Linked DNA regions of Mus musculus: regions 1 and 3 are each linked to region 2. Evidence: chromatin contacts called from public ChIA-PET and promoter capture Hi-C data. All regions are on one chromosome and are shown on one strand. The core of a region is the stretch at or near the end of the contact, and the rest is flanking DNA. Distances in the headings are between cores, read along the strand shown. Region 1 holds the start of Thoc3 (THO complex 3). Region 2 holds the start of Uimc1 (ubiquitin interaction motif containing 1). Region 3 holds the start of B230219D22Rik (RIKEN cDNA B230219D22 gene).

Region 1 (2,785 bases), core at 116-2,615, 630 kb after region 2:
TTGCCAAGGAAGTTAGACAGCTAGCCAGTGAGTCCTAGGGATCTGCCTGTCCCTGTCTCCCCAGTGATGGGGTTATAAGCCTGCGACACCACAGCTGGCTTCATAAGGACATTTTCACACGAATATTTGTTGGATATATTCCTCTGGTGTCCCCTATCCCTGCACAGTTCTTCTCCAGTGCTTGGCGAATCCTGGCTGTGCACCATTGTTTTTTTCCACCCGGGTATCTTTTGGTTTAACAGAGACATAAGTGGGAGGATCAGAGATGTGAGCATGGCACACAAAATGGTCATTGTACTTTCCGCTATTTTCTTTTAGTTTACTATCATGTATATACAATATCCTTTAACAACCAAGATCAAAAGACAGAAAAACGTCTTGGGAGGCAGAGGCAGGCGGATGTCTGTGTGTTCGAGGCCAGCCTGGTCTGTAGAGTGAGTTCCAGGGCAGTCAGGGATACACTGAGAAGCCCTGTCTTCAAAAACTAAAAACAAAAACAAAACCCCCGAACAAACCAAATCTCAAATTAACCGAACAACTTTTCCCAAGTCCAACCGACAAACCCACATTTCTTTTTTCTTTTTTTTTTCTTTTTTTTTTTTTTTTTTTTTTTTTTTTGGTTTTTCGAGACAGGGTTTCTCTGTATAGCCCTGGCTGTCCTGGAGCTCACGTTGTAGACCAGGCTGGCCTCGAACTCAGAAATCCGCCTGCCTCTGCCTCCCGAGTGGTGGGATTAAAGGCGTGCGCCACCACGCCCGGCTCAAACCCACATTTCTTATCAATTCCTTCATTCCACAAACATCTAACCTTTCTCCAGGAGCGACAACTTGCAATGGCCTTTTGCTTTAAGGGCACGATGAGGACCTTACAGTGAAAAACAACTCTAGAAAAAAGATATTTTACATGCAGGTAAACTGGAGGATTTATCTTGACTCTCTTTTTTGAATAAGCAAGGCTACCAAGAAACTGGTAAGAAGACCATTTAAAAAAAAAGTTGAACTCTTGGTGGGGGGTGGGGAGGGGGAGGGAAGCAAGTCGGGCAGTGGTGGCACACGCCTTTAATCCCAGCACTTGGGAGGCAGAGACAGGCAGTTTTCTGAGTTAGAGGCCAGCCTGGTCTAGAGTGAGTTCCAGGACAGCCAGGAAACAAACAAAGAAACCCTGTCTCGAAAACAAAACAAAACAAAACAAACCAAACAAAAAAAAGCGAATTTAAGGAAGAATCAGTCCTATTTCAAAAGGGAAAGGTGGACGCGCGCTGCATGGCGGGATTTGTAGTTCCGCGAGTGAGAGGCGCCAGCGCGGAGCGACGCGGCGCTTTTTCGGCGCATGTGCAGGGCGACGGCGCCAGACTCAGAGTATCCAGCTTCCGGCGCGCGGTCCGTGAGGAGGGAGGCATGGCGGCGCCCGCTGCGGTCCTGGGCCCCTCGGCCCTCGGCCAGAGCGGCCCCGGCTCGATGGCGCCCTGGTGCTCAGTGAGCAGTGGCCCGTCTCGTTACGTGCTCGGGATGCAGGAGCTCTTCCGAGGCCACAGCAAGACGCGCGAATTCCCGGCGCACAGTGCTAAGGTGCACTCGGTCGCCTGGAGCTGCGATGGCCGTCGCTTGGCCTCGGGGTCCTTCGACAAGACTGCCAGCGTGTTCTTGCTGGAGAAGGACCGGCTGGTGAGCTTGTAGGGCACGGGCTTGGCGGAGAAGAGGGCTGTGTGCGGAGGGAGAAAAAGCAGGAGAGGTAGGGGTATGGCCTGTCGTTGGCGGTGATGAGGAAGGGGTTTGGGGCTGGAAGAGTTGGAATGACGAAGGGGGTGAGGCTGCCTGGCGGAGAGCAGAGAGCGAACTTAGTGGCAGTAAAGAGGTGTGGCGACGTGGCTGCGGGCCGGGGGAGGTTGAAGTCAGGTGGCAGAAAGTGGTGAGGGTCTAGAAGAGCCCTGGTGACGAGTGGCTAGGGACTAATGGGGTGGTAGAGCCCCTAGGGTGGAGAGGAAGGCTTTATTTGAAAATGATAGCGCAGGACAGGTTGGTTGAGGTGGTGGTGGAAAAAGAAAGAAGGGAGGCCAGGAAGGGCCAATGTCAAAGCTCAGAGAGGTTCATGGGGGGGGGGGGGAGGGGGTGTTGTAGTTTTGGAAAAAGAATTAGATTTCTGTTTTGAATTATCCAGATCTTTGCTGGTTTCAAGGCACCACTGTTTGGATAAAAGTGGCATCTGGATTCTGTTCTTTTAAGGTCAAAGAAAACAACTACCGGGGCCACGGAGATAGTGTGGACCAGCTTTGTTGGCACCCAAGCAACCCTGACCTCTTTGTCACCGCATCTGGAGATAAAACCATTCGCATCTGGGATGTGAGGACTACAAAATGCATCGCCACTGTGAATACGAAAGGTGAGTTCAGAGAGAGGGGGTTCTGGAGGAAAAGCTAGTGTGATCTGCAGCAAGCATCTTTGTAGCAAGTGCAGGTTATCAGGATGGGTTGTATGTGTCTGTCTGGAGAAGACAGGAACAGAACAGAGCACTTTTCTGGCAGGCTGTAGATGTATAGGAGAGCAGTGGAAACTATACAAGAGTAGTATGTGCAGAGGCGTGGAGAGTTTGGGAGATTCAGGCAGGTTACAATGGCTGAGAAACCATGGGCGATCTGGAAAGTTGTGCGTTTTGTTTAAAGGCTGTGTTCAAAGAAGCAGTGTGGTAGTTTGAGTAGGCTTGGCCCAGGGCATGGCACTATTAGGTGTGGCCTTGTTGGAGGAAGCGTGTCACTGTGGGTGTGGGCTTTAAGACCCTTATCCTGGCT
Region 2 (2,817 bases), core at 120-2,619:
GTTGTGGCATGTGTCGTTAGTCCTGGTTTTTGACCCCTAGCTGAGGTCCTGTTTATTCCACTTTCTATTTGTCTCCTCCTCCCATTGCTTTATCATTACCACGATGTATCCATCTATCATCTGGTCCATTAACCTATGCTTTTAGGAGTACTGTTTCCCACAAACTATGAACTACTTTTTGTAAGCTTATGAAAAGCATATGAGAGTGTTCACATTTGTTGGCTTGCTATAATTTCAGTGAGACTACCCACCACCGTCACCACCACCATCCCCTTTTTGGGAGAGGTGGGGAAACGGACCTACCAATGCCTTCTGAGTTCTGAGATAAAAGTCCTGGCTTCAGTAAGATTTTTTTTTAAGATTTATTTTTATGTATATGAGTACACTGTAGCTGTCTTCAGAAGAGGGCATCAGATCTCATTACAGATGGTTACCATGTGGTTGCTGGGAACTGAACTCAGGATCTCTGGAAGAGCAGTCAGTACTCTTAACCACTGAGCCATCTCTCCAGCCCCTTCAGTAAGATTTTTTTGTTTGTTTGTTTTGTTTTGTTTTTTGTTTTTTTGTTTTTTTTTGAGACAGGGTTTCTCTGTATAGCCCTGGCTGTCCTGGAACTCACTTTGTAGACCAGGCTGGCCTCGAACTCAGAAATCTGCCTGCCTCTGCCTCCTGAGTGCTGAGATTAAAGGCGTGCGCCACCACGCCCAGCTTAGTAAGATTTTTTTAGGCGCTATCAAACCTTGAGTTTTATTTGTTAAATTTTATTGTAGGAATATTTCATATTTTATTCACCTTTGACATTTCTGCTGTTGCCTTTTTTTTTTTTTCCTCCTCAAGGAAATGGACTTTCTGGAGCATATATTTCAAGGAAATATATGTTGTAGAAATTTCAGTATTATTATTATTATTTTAGTTTTTTTTTTTTTTTTTACTTTTTATTGGTTCTTTGTGGATTTCACATCATGCACTCCATCCCACTCATCTCCCCCTACAATCATACCCGCCCTCCACTCTTGTAATCTCTCCTTAGCAGAGAGCAAGATTCAGTATTTTTGTGTTTTAGGATGCTTAAATTCCGCTAAGACGATCAGACATTAATTAACATTATACCATCTGAGAGTTTCTAACTAGTCATGTGAACATTTAATTTGAACGTAATTTTGGATTCATGCAAATAAATTAACCAGAGGAAGCTTGATGCAGCAGAGCTTATTTCGAAGGGTGTCTAGGGACCCTATTGGCTTTCTTTGGTTTCCCCTAAACCCCTCTCTTAACAGCACTCAGGGACCCAGGAACTGTGTGAGCATACAGCGGCCCACAGGGCTCCGCGCCTGCGCGCCCCGCCCCTCGCCCCGCCCCTCCCCGCCCCTGCCGCCTCGCGCCGCCGCGCGGGCTCTCCTCTTTCTAAAGAGTTGCGGCCGCTCGCGACCCCCAGCGTTCAGGAGGCGCTGGGCGGCGCTGCCAGATCCGCGGTGAGTACGCGTCGCCTCTGCACTCCGCGGCCGTCGGGGCCGCCTGCTTCTCGCTGTCTGCCGGGCGGCTGCCGCTGCTCCCGAGGCGCGCCTCGCAGCGACTAGGCCTCTCGGCCGGGCGGAAGCCGATGCCGGCCGGGTCGCTCTCGCAGCTGCCGGGCAGCCCGGGCGCTCGCGCCCCCCGGGGTTCCCCTCCCTCTGCGGGCGGCGGTCGTCGTCCGGAGCGCCCTCTCTTGCTATCCGAGCTTCCTGGTAGCCTGGTCGCCCGCCCGGCTAACGGACCGTCCGAGGACCGCCTAGGCCCGCTGCCTGCCCCACGTTACTTTGCTTGTCTTGTGGTAGTTGGCTTCATTAGTTCTTCGGCCGCCCGAGACACCGCTACCACCCGGGTCTCTCTGTGTAGCTCTGGTTGGCTTTGAACTCACAGGGTACCCAAGATGGCTTCTATAGAACTCGCCAACCTCCTGCCTCAGTCTCCCGAGAAATATTTTCCCCTGGAAATCTATCATTTACCACTTAACGTAGCCAGTCGAGCCTAGTGCGTTTCTCTCGTGGCTGATGACAGGCGGTGTGTCAGAAACCTGTGAGACCAGAGCGTTGGTCCTCTCAGAGATGGAGTTGGGTGTGAATCTGGACCACTTCGCTCCAGGCTTCTTGCATGTAGTCATCATATGATGTACGGGCAACGCTGCGGAAAAAGTGAGCCCAATGGTTAGGGTGTTGTTGGGTTTGTAGCACAGTCAAAGAAAGTCTACTTGTGGAGCCAGACGCATGAGTGTCATTTCCCGGCATAGCCACTTGCCAACTCCTTTTTTACTAAAGTTCCTAATGTGTTAGGGCGCGTTAGGGTTCTTGAGAGAAACAACCTCAGTATTGGGTGTGAGAAACCTACAAGTTTGTCTATTGATTCAGGCAGTGATAACTTATTGCTCCGGGTGCGTTTGAAATCTTTTATTTTTGCACACTTGTGGGCACACTGGGTGTGAACACACACACGGGCACACACACACACCACCCTCCACCACTACACCGATGTTAGTGGGAATCTTCTTAAATGTCTCTCCATCTTAATTGGGGCAGGGTCTCTTGGAGTTGGTTGGTATGTCTGGCTGGCTTCCTCGGGGATCCCCCTACTCACTATCCACCTGCTGGAATTTACCCACTGAATAATCTCCCCTGAATTCTGTTGCTATATGTGTATGTATGTGTGTGTGTAAGAGAGAGAGAGAGAGAGAGAGAGAGAGAGAGAGAGAGAGAGAGAGAGAGAGATTTTATAGGTATGCATTTACTTTACTCAGTTACAGAAACAAATCACTTTTAATTGTAATCAATTGATAAAGGAGTT
Region 3 (2,773 bases), core at 77-2,576, 590 kb before region 2:
TGGAGTTACATTTGGTTCCCAGTGCACCGTAGTGCAGGGAGCCAAACCCTACTTCTCTTCAAGCCTGGTACACGCTCTTAACTGCTTTTTTTCCCAGCTATTCTTGGATTCTTTCCATGCAAAGTTCACTAAAATGATGCAGGTTACATTTGAGAAAAGTGGGCGGAGGAATTTCTCTTAAGACGTGGGTGGAACATAAGCTAGGAGTTAACAGAACAAATCGTGTTGCAAAGCAAAGGCTACAGTTGGTTTTGTTTTGTTTGTGGTACTAGGGGTGGACCCCAATGCCTTGCACACATCAAACAAACGAAGAAGCATCTTTTAAAATGGTGCACCGGTAAGTTTAAGGAAGCCAGCGAGGAGTTTCACTGTGACTAAATTAGTAGTTTTGAAGGTCTGCTGCGACCTGCTTTCCCTTAAGTTTTACTGTGGGTGTTTAATCCTGCCGTCTTCCAATGAAACAATCACATTTCTTTCTTTTTTTTTTTTTACCTTGAATGTGGCAGACATTGCTCCCAAAAAAACTATTTTTAGTAAATTCACAAGGCACCTTTAAGCTTTGTAAATATAGCAAAGCTTCAAAGGCCCACACGCCGTTCTCCTCCAAGGATCAAATATCCCACAACCCTCGGTGTTTTGTTACTATCTAGCTAACTACTGTATATAATCACATATGATTTTATAATTCTAAACAAGTGTGGGAGGCCGTGTCAACCACTGAGGATGCTGCTCCGCTCCCGCCTCCCGAGAAGTTTACACAACATAAATAACGGTCTCCTTTGTCTTCTCTGCGCTCCTTAGCCGTGCCCCACGGCGCTTCCCCAAGTCAGCATCCTAACGGGACCCCGAGGCGTTCCCCGCCGCGCTCTCGGGATGCGGGGACGACCGCAGCTCCAGGGCGAGACTGCGGCCCCGCGCCCACCCTGCAGCCCTGGCTGCGCGGCCCGCGCCGTGACTTCCGCTTGCCGCGAGGCCGGCGGGCGCCCGGGCGGAAGTACCGCGGGGAAGGAGGCCGCCCCGGAGGAAGGAGGCGCCCGCGCTCGCCGCCGCATCCCGCATCCCGCTCGCCGGGCCCCGCGCCAGCCGCCGCCCCGCGCCCTACCTCGGCCGCTCGGAGCCCGGCCCTCAGAGCGCCCAGGGGCCGCCCATAGGCAGGAAAGCTCCCGCCCGTTCCGTTCACTCCGGCCGCGCCCGCTCCGGGCGGCCCTGTCCAGTCACGGCAGAGGGCCGGCGGCGGCGGCGGCGAAGGCCACGCCAGCGCCCGACTCCCTGGAGCCCTCACCGCGGGGCCCCGGACGCGGGAGGAAGAAGCCGCCACAGCCCCGGAATGTGAGCGCCGCCTGCGCAGGCGCAGGCACGCCTAAGTATCGCGAGACTCTTCGCGCGGCCCGCGAACGGAGTGCGCAGGCGCGCGCGAAGCGGACGGTCCCTGTGCGGAGCTCCAGTCCCGCCAAGATGAGCGAGCGGATGGTCGGCTCGGTGACTTCCCAGAATGCAGGGTCACTCCGTGACGCAGGCATCGTTTGAAGCCCGCTGCAGTTGTCCAGAAGCCGTTTACACAGCTGTTTGAAAACGATGTTTGCTCATGCCTGTCTGCAGCCCTTAAGACTCATTCATTGTCTGGGGGCTGGAGAGATGGCTCAGTGGTTAGGAGCACAGACTGCTCTTCCAGAGGTCCTGAGTTCAAGTCCCAGCAACCACATGGTGGCTCACAACCATCTGTAAAGGGATCTGATTGCCCTCTTCTGGTGTGTCTGAGAGCTACAGTGTACTCATATACATAAAATGAGTTTGGAGTCAACCTGGGCTACAGAGCATGAACAAACAAAAATAAACCAGCAGAAATGTTAGGCACGGCAATATGAGTAGGCACACGGGTGACTCATCATGGTCAGGGTTCACAGCAGAGGTACCAGTAAAGCTTGCTTCTTTCCTGCAGCTAGCATCTCAGGGGTAAGGTGGAGCTCCCAGCCTTACCTCAGTCTTTGAGAATTTTCTAGCCATGGTACTTACTATCCTTGGGCTTCAAGTTAGCTCATCTCCAGGCAGCAGAAGTATTCCCAAATAAATCTAAAAGAAATGTTGAAAATCCTTAGTCATCATGGAAATGCAAATAAAAATGATTCTGAAATCCCACAATGGCTAAATAAATAAATAACCAACTCAAAACTGGGCAGTGGTGGCGCACGCCTTTAATCCCAGCACTTGGGAGGCAAAAGTAGGCGGATTTCTGAGTTTGAGGCCAGCCTGGTCTACAGAGTGAGTTCCAGGACAGCCTGCCTTGAAACCCTCCCCAAACAAACAAACAAACAAACAAAAAGACTCAGTGTCTGCCCTTTAGTTTCTTAAGGGTGGGTAGGGCAGGACTGCCCATATCCAAACATGAGAATATTCAGATGGTGATGGTGTTAGGGCTCTCAGATGTAAGATGTGTAATAATTAAGGTATTTTATGTGGGGTGCCCTGTAGTATTTAGTTTTTTTTTTTTTTTTAATCCCTGACATCTCTACAATGTGCCATATCCTTTATCCTAAAAGGCGGAACCACTAGCCTAATTCCATTTGGCGGTATTTCCTTCTGAGTCGCTTGGTTGTAGAATTATCCTGGATTCAGAGTTCTTACTATAAGCCCGGAACATGAAATTGATAGTATTGGGCTGGAGTTATGGCTCAGTGGTTAAGAGCACTGACTGTTCTTCCAGAGGTCCTGAGTTCAATTCCCAGCAACCACATGGTGGCTCACAACCATCTGTAATGAGATCTGATGCCCTCTT

Evidence for each region. Promoter capture Hi-C pulls out the DNA fragments that hold promoters and counts their contacts. ChIA-PET counts read pairs in DNA pulled down with a chosen protein or histone mark.
Region 1: a promoter capture Hi-C map of the SN4741 cell line shows a contact between it and region 2, with 5 times the contacts expected there. The contact joins the promoter of Thoc3 here to the promoter of Uimc1 in region 2. A contact is called at or near these places in 3 of 39 promoter capture datasets (the SN4741 cell line, frontonasal cranial neural crest and pre-B cells) and 1 of 9 other capture datasets (liver).
Region 3: an RNA polymerase II ChIA-PET map of memory CD8 T cells shows a contact between it and region 2, with 28 read pairs. The contact joins the promoter of B230219D22Rik here to the promoter of Uimc1 in region 2. A contact is called at or near these places in 6 of 39 promoter capture datasets (the C10 cell line, liver, neutrophils and 1 more), 2 of 484 Hi-C or Micro-C datasets (double positive thymocytes and erythroblasts), 3 of 115 datasets of contacts at active chromatin or transcription factors (bone marrow-derived macrophages, effector CD8 T cells and memory CD8 T cells) and 2 of 9 other capture datasets (adipose tissue and pancreatic islet).

What each region holds. Positions count from the first base shown.
Region 1 is chr13:54,467,420-54,470,204 of GRCm38.p6, reverse strand. It overlaps Thoc3 (THO complex 3), which reads left to right and starts at 1,365. Exons shown (of 6, transcript NM_028597.3): 1 at 1,365-1,664; 2 at 2,223-2,379. The coding sequence starts at 1,398.
Region 2 is chr13:55,098,852-55,101,668 of GRCm38.p6, reverse strand. It overlaps Uimc1 (ubiquitin interaction motif containing 1), which reads left to right and starts at 1,369. Exons shown (of 15, transcript NM_011307.3): 1 at 1,369-1,472.
Region 3 is chr13:55,691,677-55,694,449 of GRCm38.p6, reverse strand. B230219D22Rik (RIKEN cDNA B230219D22 gene) reads right to left here and starts at 1,326. Exons shown (of 2, transcript NM_181278.2): 1 at 1,103-1,326.